Linked DNA regions of Sus scrofa: region 1 is linked to region 2. Evidence: chromatin contacts called from public HiChIP or PLAC-seq data. All regions are on one chromosome and are shown on one strand. Each heading gives the region's core, a stretch centred on a gene start, on an enhancer-like site or on the middle of the called end of the contact. The rest is flanking DNA. Distances are from core to core; before and after follow the strand shown.

Region 1 (4,111 bases), core at 903-3,402, 1.8 Mb after region 2:
ATTCCTATCCCAGCTAAATTGTAACAGCCAGGAATATCTAACCTGACTTTACTTTCTCTGGAACCTCCCAGGGCAAAGCACAGGGCCTGGAATATAGTACACACTGAGTAAATGTGACAAATTTAACCATAAAGTCAAATATTTACCTGACCTTTGAAGCTTGGTGGTGTAACAACAGTACTAGGAATGAGTCTTCCCTTTCCAATGTGGTTTTCCAATATTATTGTGGAGAATCTTAAGCTGGAGTCAGGAGACTTGAACCAGACCTGTCTTCTTGGTGACTCCTTCTAAGACTTAGGAAGCCATTTAATGGCTTTGCTTCCGTTGTTTTTCGTCTATAACGTGGCACCGGAATTGTAGCGAGGACAGATTATAACAACACATGTTATCATATATAAGGTATTCCATTGACTCATTATATTTAAAACAAAAAGGCAACCCATTCTCTGATGCACATAGGACTACAAAGAACATTAAGGACACTTTTTAAATAGAAAACTTCATTTTAGATTATCCAGAGGGTCTTTCATTCAAGATCAGCCTAAGATTTTTGGGGGGTGGGGGTCGGGGGGGGGAGTTGTGTTCTCACCATGTGAGATTTGGAACAAGAAAATATAGTTGTTTTGTACCACTTGTCTATCCTTACTTGTTGATGAGAAATCAGCATTACTGCCAGCCTCTCAGGCTATGAAGAGATTTCAAGCTTTATCTTGATTTAGTGGTTGAGAAAAAAGAAATCAACCAAAGGCACATTTTCTAAGAGCTTGTCTGGTCCTACCCATTAGAAAAGTGTGAGCTACTGTTCTATCAAAACTAATTAGACCTTAAATGTATAACCAACTCTCAATTACCAAGGTTAATGGGACTACATGCATACATAATTATATCTTACATTTATATAGTGCTTTTAACTTCTTCAAAGCACTTTTCACTGTATTGCATATATAACACAGATGGGTTTTTTTTTTTTTAACCCACAAATAAAGTAAAAAAGAAATCTTAGAATCAATAATTTCAACTTTGTACCTTTCTAAAGCTATTAGAACTAGTAACATTGTCTAGTAGGACTTTCACTTCCCTACTTTCTTCTTGACTCCTCTCAACTAAAGGTGAGAGAGATTTCAGAAGAAAGGAACCTGGGCCATCCACAAACCAGATCATTAGCACCAGGGTAATTAAGAATAATGGACTGTATCTGGAAATCCAGAAAGAGATGAAAAGGCATAGGACACCATGATGAGAAATGGTATTTATAGGACTCTTGTTATTATCATTCCCGCTGTAAGCATTATTGAGTACCTACTGTATGCCAAGTGCTTTCACCAAAGAGGATGGATACAGCAATGAACAATCCAGGCAAGACTGCTACTGTCATGGAGATGACCTTTTTGAATGGTGAAGACACAATAAACGAGAACATAAGTAGACAACTCTCATAACTTCAGGTAGCGCTAAGCACTGTCAAGTCTATCAACATTGGGATGTGATAGTGAGTGCCTTGGGGAGGCGATGCTACTTTAGATCCTGTAGCCAGGGAGGGCCTTTCAGGATATCTGAGCTGCATCCTTCAGGAGAAGCCCGCCTTGTGTAGGTCTGCAAAGCAGAATGACAGAATAAGTGAACTCATCAAGTTCAATGCTAGAGGGAGGGTCAGGCCCCACCAGTCCTTTGATAATTCATTTTGTGTCCTTTTATGGATATTCCTAAAACCTCTCCAGGACCCCTGACTTACTTCCTCTACAATAGGGGTTGCTATTACTGATCACCTTGACAGGGATACTCTAAGGAATAATGGGTAAACAATTGTGAGGAGCTATATAAATGCTAAATAATGATCACAGTAATAACCTTTTATTAAAGCCAGTGCCTTGATAGGCAGCTCACACTCGGATGCCTTGGCAAATGTGGAAATCAATGCGGCTGCTCCCTGTGCACCCCAGAGCCATCCTTTAAAATAGAAAAAATAAATGAGCCGATGATCATGATATTCAAAGTGGTTAGTGATCAAATAACTGTCTTGAGAGAAAGCTGGTGTGTGAAGTATAAAATGGGAGTAGCAAGATAATGATGGCACATTCCAGCCCAGAGCAGGTAGAGGGTAGCTGGTGAATGTAACTGGATGCTTGCTGGTACCCACGCCACCCGCTGCAGGGTGGTAATTCTAACCTCATCAGGACGAGGCACTGCCACCACCAAAAGCACTGGCAGACGGAAAGTGGGATGAGAAAGAGCTGGATCAGCAGCATCTTTGCCAGCAGCCCCATCTGGCCCTCTTGGCCTTGGTAAGCCTCCCTGGGGGGAGGACTGAGAAGCCAGCACCAAGGGGCCCTACCTTGGAAGGGCACCAAGGAAGTGGGGAGCGAGGGAGGAGGGGAATTGAGCACTGCCTTTTTTCCTTTCTCGAATGAACGATCCCAGTGCCGGGAAAGACTTCAGTTGTTTTCCTTACCCAAGCTTCCCACCCAGTTAGAAATGTGAATTCACCCCCCTGCCCCAGCTGCTCCACTTCCTTCCCTGCAAACTCCTCCCAAAATGTAACATTAATACCACAAAACTAGGAGTTCTTTTTGTGGGTCCTATCATCTCTTTGATATAAACTTTCTTTCCTCATGCTGGCACACATACAAGCACACGTACACACAGATACCTATGTGCACCCAAATCCTTTGTTAAGCCCTGGCTCAGCTTTTATACAGTGCCTGTGGAGTGTAGGTCACATTAGAAGAAAAGTCTAAATTACTGTTGCTGCTTCTCTGAAAAGTGGTGGTGGGGGGAGAGAGGGGAGAAGACAATAAAAAAAGAAACCACTTATTTCAAGGCTGGTACTAAACACTTTGCTCCATATTGACTGAGCAAGTCACCCCCACCTTGGGACAGGTAGAATTAAGGTGATCTGAGATGCTCAGAGCCCCCAGAGTGTGCTTCACTTTTCGAGGCTTGACTAGAAATTAGGAAGGGTAAAAAGAATATGGCAAGATAATCCTAGCCTTCACAAAATTATTCACAATTTAAATTGGGGTGGAGGAAGATCAAAAGTCTTACAAAAATCTAATTGATTTTAACCAGAGAAAATTATAAATGTTAATCACACTGGGATAATATAGCTAAAGAACTTTGGGTAGGCATGCTGCATAGGATACAGTAAGTGCTCAGTCAGTTTTCTGCAGGTGAGTAAGGCATTTCCATCCTCCAGTGTGTCAGGCTACTTGAACCTGAACTCAGTTACATACAGCCTGTCTTTAAGTGTTTTGTTTCACAAAACAGTCAAGGGAGGAATCTAGGGAGAGCTGTCCTCAGGAAATGTGGTCATCTTCATGGCCAAATCAGTTTGGACTAAACTGGTTCATTAGCAGGACTGCCTAAATGGCTTCCAGATTTTGTTTGGTAGGTGGTTTTGATGCCTTGTTGATAATGGACTGGCAATTAAGCTGGGAGACAGTCAGAAGGAGGGAGGGTACCTGCTCAGATCCTGTGCTTTTAAATTAAGCTAACTCATACTCAACCAAATCGAGTGTCAAACTCCAAGGAATGGTTCCCAGTTATTGTCTGGGACCCTTTATTTCACTCCCCCCCCCCACTCTATTTCTGCTTTACCTGGCATTTGAATTTAACTCCCTTCTCCTCCCAGCTTCTGGCTCTGTGCTCACCCTTTTGGACTTGATGAGCAATTTCGCCTTTCCTGCTTTTCATCTTTGGCACTTCTTTGAAAATGGGTTATGTTTATCTTCTGGCTCTTTCTCCTTTTGGCTGCTCAAAACTTTTGACCCTACTCAGCCAAATTTTGATCCCAGGACCTTTCCCTGGCTTTGACCTCTCTCAGTGGCATCCTCGCTGCTCTTCACTCCTCCAAATGGGGGCATGGACAAGAAGAAAGATCAGGCAAGGAAACAGGAAGAATATCTGGCTCAACCTAAACTGTGCAGGGCCCTTAAGCCTTGCTGGTTGTACAGTCTCTGCCTCCTCATTCCTCTGCTTTTAAAAAAATTCCCTCCTGTCTCTGACTCTTTATATTTCAATTTTTATTGTCTCCACCTTCTAACTGGCTGATCCTCTTCTCATATCCCTTTGTAAGATTTAAATGGGAATGAAAGTAAGTGATATCCATTAGCCA
Region 2 (4,221 bases), core at 622-3,121:
TATAATACAGATAGTTCAATTACCAAGTATGCATTATGTACCACACAGTTTATACATATATTCACTTATCCTATCATTCATTCATGAGTTGATACATGAACATCTTTTAAACCTAAGTCACTGTGCTAGGTAAATCCTTGGGACATCAAGACAGTAAAACAGCTGCTTTTAGGAAATTTAGCATTTAGTGGGTTTAGTGGTGGTGGTGGGGTTTCAAATACCATTTACTGAGTGGCTATTGTGTTTTAGTTGCTGTGCATTGTCTCTAATTTCATAACCATCCTGTAAGATAAGACCAGGGAAGCAGACACTCAGAGAGTAAACTCATTTGACTGCTTTGAGGCCACATGGTTAGGAAATGAAACAGCTGAGATTACAATTTAAATCTCATTGGTTCACGACTAATTTTTTTTTCCTTAATTACATTCCTGTTATTCTCTGCTTGTTAGTATCTTTGCAAATGGCAGCTGTAGCTCTTTGCCCCCGTCATTTCCTTTAGCAGAAATGCTAAAGGAAGCATTTTATTGTTTTACTGTAAGATCTATGGGTTAGGGAGCTTATCTCTTTAGCACTGGTTTCTGCCAGAGGGGTTAGGATTTTGTAGGTGTTCCATGAAGATTTGTTGAAAAGATGCTTGCACACGTGAATGAAGTAGAAGGTTCTCCACACTGAGCTTCAGATCCCATTCTTCAAAGTGATCTGGCCTCAGTCAGCCCAGCTCTCTTTCCTAGCTCCAGGCATCTATTACCTGTATCAGTCAGGGTCCAGCCAGTAATTGAAGTAGGAAGTATCTTAACACAGGAATTAGAGGCTTGCATCTCCATGAGAAAGTCTGGGAGCTTAGGCTTGGAGGGAATGGCTGGTGCTCAAGAAATCTGAAAGTGTAGGAAGCTGTGGCAACCTTGCAGTGATTTTTTGATAGGACACTGAGACGTCAAGTTACCGAGGCCACAGTAGCTTCTGGAGAGAAGAGGCTTCTCTTTGCTTTCCAAATGATAAGTGGGAAGCTTTCCTTGGAAGCATCTAACCCAAAATCTTAGAGGTGGATAATGCTGGGAAATGTAGTTCCTAGGAGAGAGAGCAGAAGGAGGTGAGGAGGTTTCTGCGTTAACGGTCTGACTCTTGTTAAATTCATTTTCATTTTCTCTTTGCTCCATGATAGTTTCTCACTGTAAGCCTCAGCACCTGACCTCACTCAGGCGACACTTCCATAAGTCAGCTTGTGTCTCATTGCCAACACTGGCTCTACCCCAACTTTCACCGGTAGCCAAAGGAGATCTAGTTCTTACTAGAACAAGGATATTCTTCTTCTTCTTCTTTTTCCCATTTCCAACAGAGACTAAATTATGAGGTCTAAATCTGGGTAGGGCTTTCAAATAGAGCCCTGACCAGTGCTGAATCAACTTGAAGAATGATGAAGGGCTGGCTTCTCTCTCTCGGCAGCTGCGAGCTTGGTCAGCCCTTTGCAAAGTAAGAGGAAATTTAATGAACCCAAATAAGACATGATCCTTTGTGGCTATAAAAGTTACACTTTGAAAAAGCTCAGCTGGTCAAGAGCCACTTGAAAATGATGTTACTGCTGGGGAACTCTGTCAAAAGTCCTCTCCTCTGGGTGAGTTTCCTTCTCTTTGAGGGAAAACAAAGAGAGGTTTTACAAGCTAGAGAAGGGTCATTTTGCTATTTGAAAGAGCACATTCAAAAATTGAGGCCCAGTGTGATTGGGAGACATCCATAGTCAGTACTTGTTTATTTGTCCAGCTTTACACCATGTAAGTGATGCAGAATCCTTTCCGCCTCTAATAATAACACCCCCGTGGCCCTGAGTTAATGGAAAGCTGGAATGGCCAAATAAGAGCTGGTGCTCAGATTAACCACTGTGGGTCAGACAAGTCCACAGCTGTGGTTGAGGAGGGAGGCGATGGGGTGGAGGGGAGGAAGAGCAGAGGGAGCTCTTCCTAAAATATTTTTGCCTAGTCAACAGATTTAATGCACGGTATTTTACCACCAAATTCATCAAATGGAGGATTTTCGAAAGGATCAGAGGCAATGACCACCTAATTCAGATTCTATGGTATCTAATTGTACAAGCAGCACATTTGGAAATCTTTTGTGCTTAAGGAGTCTTCATCTGTAGAGCACTTGGTTTGCTTATACAGTAGGCAACAGGGCTTAAATGGCATAATTATTATGTGTTTCTAGTTTGCCTCAAATTTTGATTCAATCAGAATCCCTGAATCTGACAGCCTATAATCAAACAAAGGGAGTGCTCTGGAAGCAAGGGATTAACAGAGGGGAATTAAACTGTCGTTTTGAAACAGCTTAGACCAATATGAAAGCCCATTTAGGAGTCTCTCCATAAATATCCCTTTTGTTTTGTCTAATTGCCGGTTTGAATGTATCAGACTCATCAATGGGATTAGGGTTAATAGATGTTTGGTCACGCAGAACATGCAGAGGAGGAATCTGATACACACACACAAAAATTGCACTTAATGAGCTTAGCAAATGTTTGCCATATTTTTAATGAACCCTGGGGCTGTCATTTAGAAATGCTTAGCAACTGCTTTTCCATCCTTGAAAATAGAGCAACTGAAGGACATTAACACTATGTACACCCGTAAATAAGAGGAGCTATTTAAAGACACCAGCCAGGAGGAGGGAATGGTGACACTTTTCTGTCCAAGAGCCAGTGTTACTTAACACTCTGGGTGTGGGTTCAGTGTCTGACAACATATTTGGGAGGTTCAAGTTTCCCCAAAGGGCACTGTGGAGCGTGAGGTTTTTGCAAAGAGTCATATAACCATTTTCCTTTTTTAAGTGAAACCTGTTTAGGATCGAATCTCCCAGTCCCCTCCCCCAGCCCCTGCTTCTGTTTTTCACACCTTCCTGCTGCCCTTTCCAAATATCTGTGGAGAGGCTTTGGAAATTGGAGAATATGTGTTGCTGCCGCTTCCCCAAGTCCAAGGCCGCCATGGCCACGAGGCAGGCCACTCCTCAGCTCAGCTGAGCAGGGTCAGATCGGCAGGCTCTTGGGATTGATTACTCAGAAGATTGAATGATCCATCTTGGGAGCCCTTGGGATTTGGCTCCGAAAGCAGTGCAGTCGGCAGTAATGGGGACTTATTGAAGTAGGCCATGTGGCTTGTGCTGTCAGAGCACAGACTGGGCCTAAAAGAATCAGGTTTTCCTTGGGGAAGGTTTGATTTGATAGACAGAGCACAGCATGCAAGTCCAATGGATTATAGTTAGAGCAAATGAAGGATGACTTGGACCCCTTTGTTTTCATAGAGCCAATTGATTTCAAGGACTTCCTGCTCTCGGCCATCTCCTCCAGCCCTGCCCTTAAGGAGGCAAAAATAGACACCACCTCATTTATGTATGTATGTATGTATTTATTTATTTTATTTTTTGTCTTTTGCCTTTTCTAGGGCTGCTCCCATGGCATATGGAAGTTCCCAGGCTAGGGATCTAATCGGAGCTGTAGCTGCCAGCCCACGCCAGAGCCACAGCAACGTGGGATCAGAGCTGCGTCTGCAACCTACACCATAGCTCATGGCAATGCTGGATCCTTAACCCACTGAGTGAGGCCAGGGATCGAACCCACAACCTATGGTTCCTAGTCAGATTTGTTAACACTGCACCATGACAGGAACTCTGACACCATCTCATTTAAAAACAGAACAACAATAACAACAAAAAACCCTAAATACAACTGCTTTTCAGCTTTGCTTGAAAATGAACAACCTCCTCTGTAGCAGCTGACTTTGGTGTTGAACAGTGGGATCGTAATTCTTAATAGAGAACCCAGAAAAGGCCCTTTCTCTTACTGTACAGGAGCTCTGTAAGAGTTCAGAATTGTGAAGTTTGCTTTGGAGAAAGTAAAATAACGAACATCAATGTGATGAGGGAAAAGGGCCTGTATATTTTGTTCCTGTGGTTCTTGTGGTGGTAGTGGTGAGGGTGGTGGTGGCTGTGCATGTGTCTGTGTGTTTATGTATTTTGCCAGTCATTTGTCATCAAGTGCTCCTTGCCCTCAAGCAGCTATTAGAATGCCTGGTTTGATAAATGAAGCTAGAGATACTACCAAAGGCTTTATGGCTCCGTGGTTTAAAAACATTGTCAGTAATAAGCAATTTTTCTTTTAGAAGTGTCTAAATTCTTGGCATCCAAGCTAGTGGATCTGATGAGTTCCAAAAAAATCATTTATTCAGTGAGTCCCTT

What was found. HiChIP or PLAC-seq counts read pairs in DNA pulled down with a chosen protein or histone mark.
Region 1: an H3K27ac HiChIP or PLAC-seq map of skeletal muscle shows a contact between it and region 2, with 13 times the contacts expected there. The contact joins two enhancer-like sites. A contact is called at or near these places in 3 of 47 Hi-C or Micro-C datasets (psoas muscle and skeletal muscle) and 1 of 2 datasets of contacts at active chromatin or transcription factors (skeletal muscle).

The regions. Positions count from the first base shown.
Region 1 is chr1:234,511,464-234,515,574 of Sscrofa11.1, forward strand. All of the region lies in intron 2 of SPATA31D1 (spermatogenesis-associated protein 31D1), which reads left to right. Among named protein-coding and RNA genes, the nearest start is that of SPATA31D1, 140 kb to the left of the region's middle. Within about 2 kb of position 2,153, at least 2 of the 83 cell types and tissues checked have an H3K27ac peak or open chromatin away from gene starts, as enhancers often do. A contact at or near this core is called in skeletal muscle, where this site is marked.
Region 2 is chr1:232,735,675-232,739,895 of Sscrofa11.1, forward strand. The region is part of intron 2 of LOC102167422 (a long non-coding RNA gene); the gene reads left to right. Among named protein-coding and RNA genes, the nearest start is that of NPAP1, 340 kb to the right of the region's middle. Within about 2 kb of position 1,872, at least 5 of the 83 cell types and tissues checked have an H3K27ac peak or open chromatin away from gene starts, as enhancers often do. A contact at or near this core is called in skeletal muscle, where this site is marked.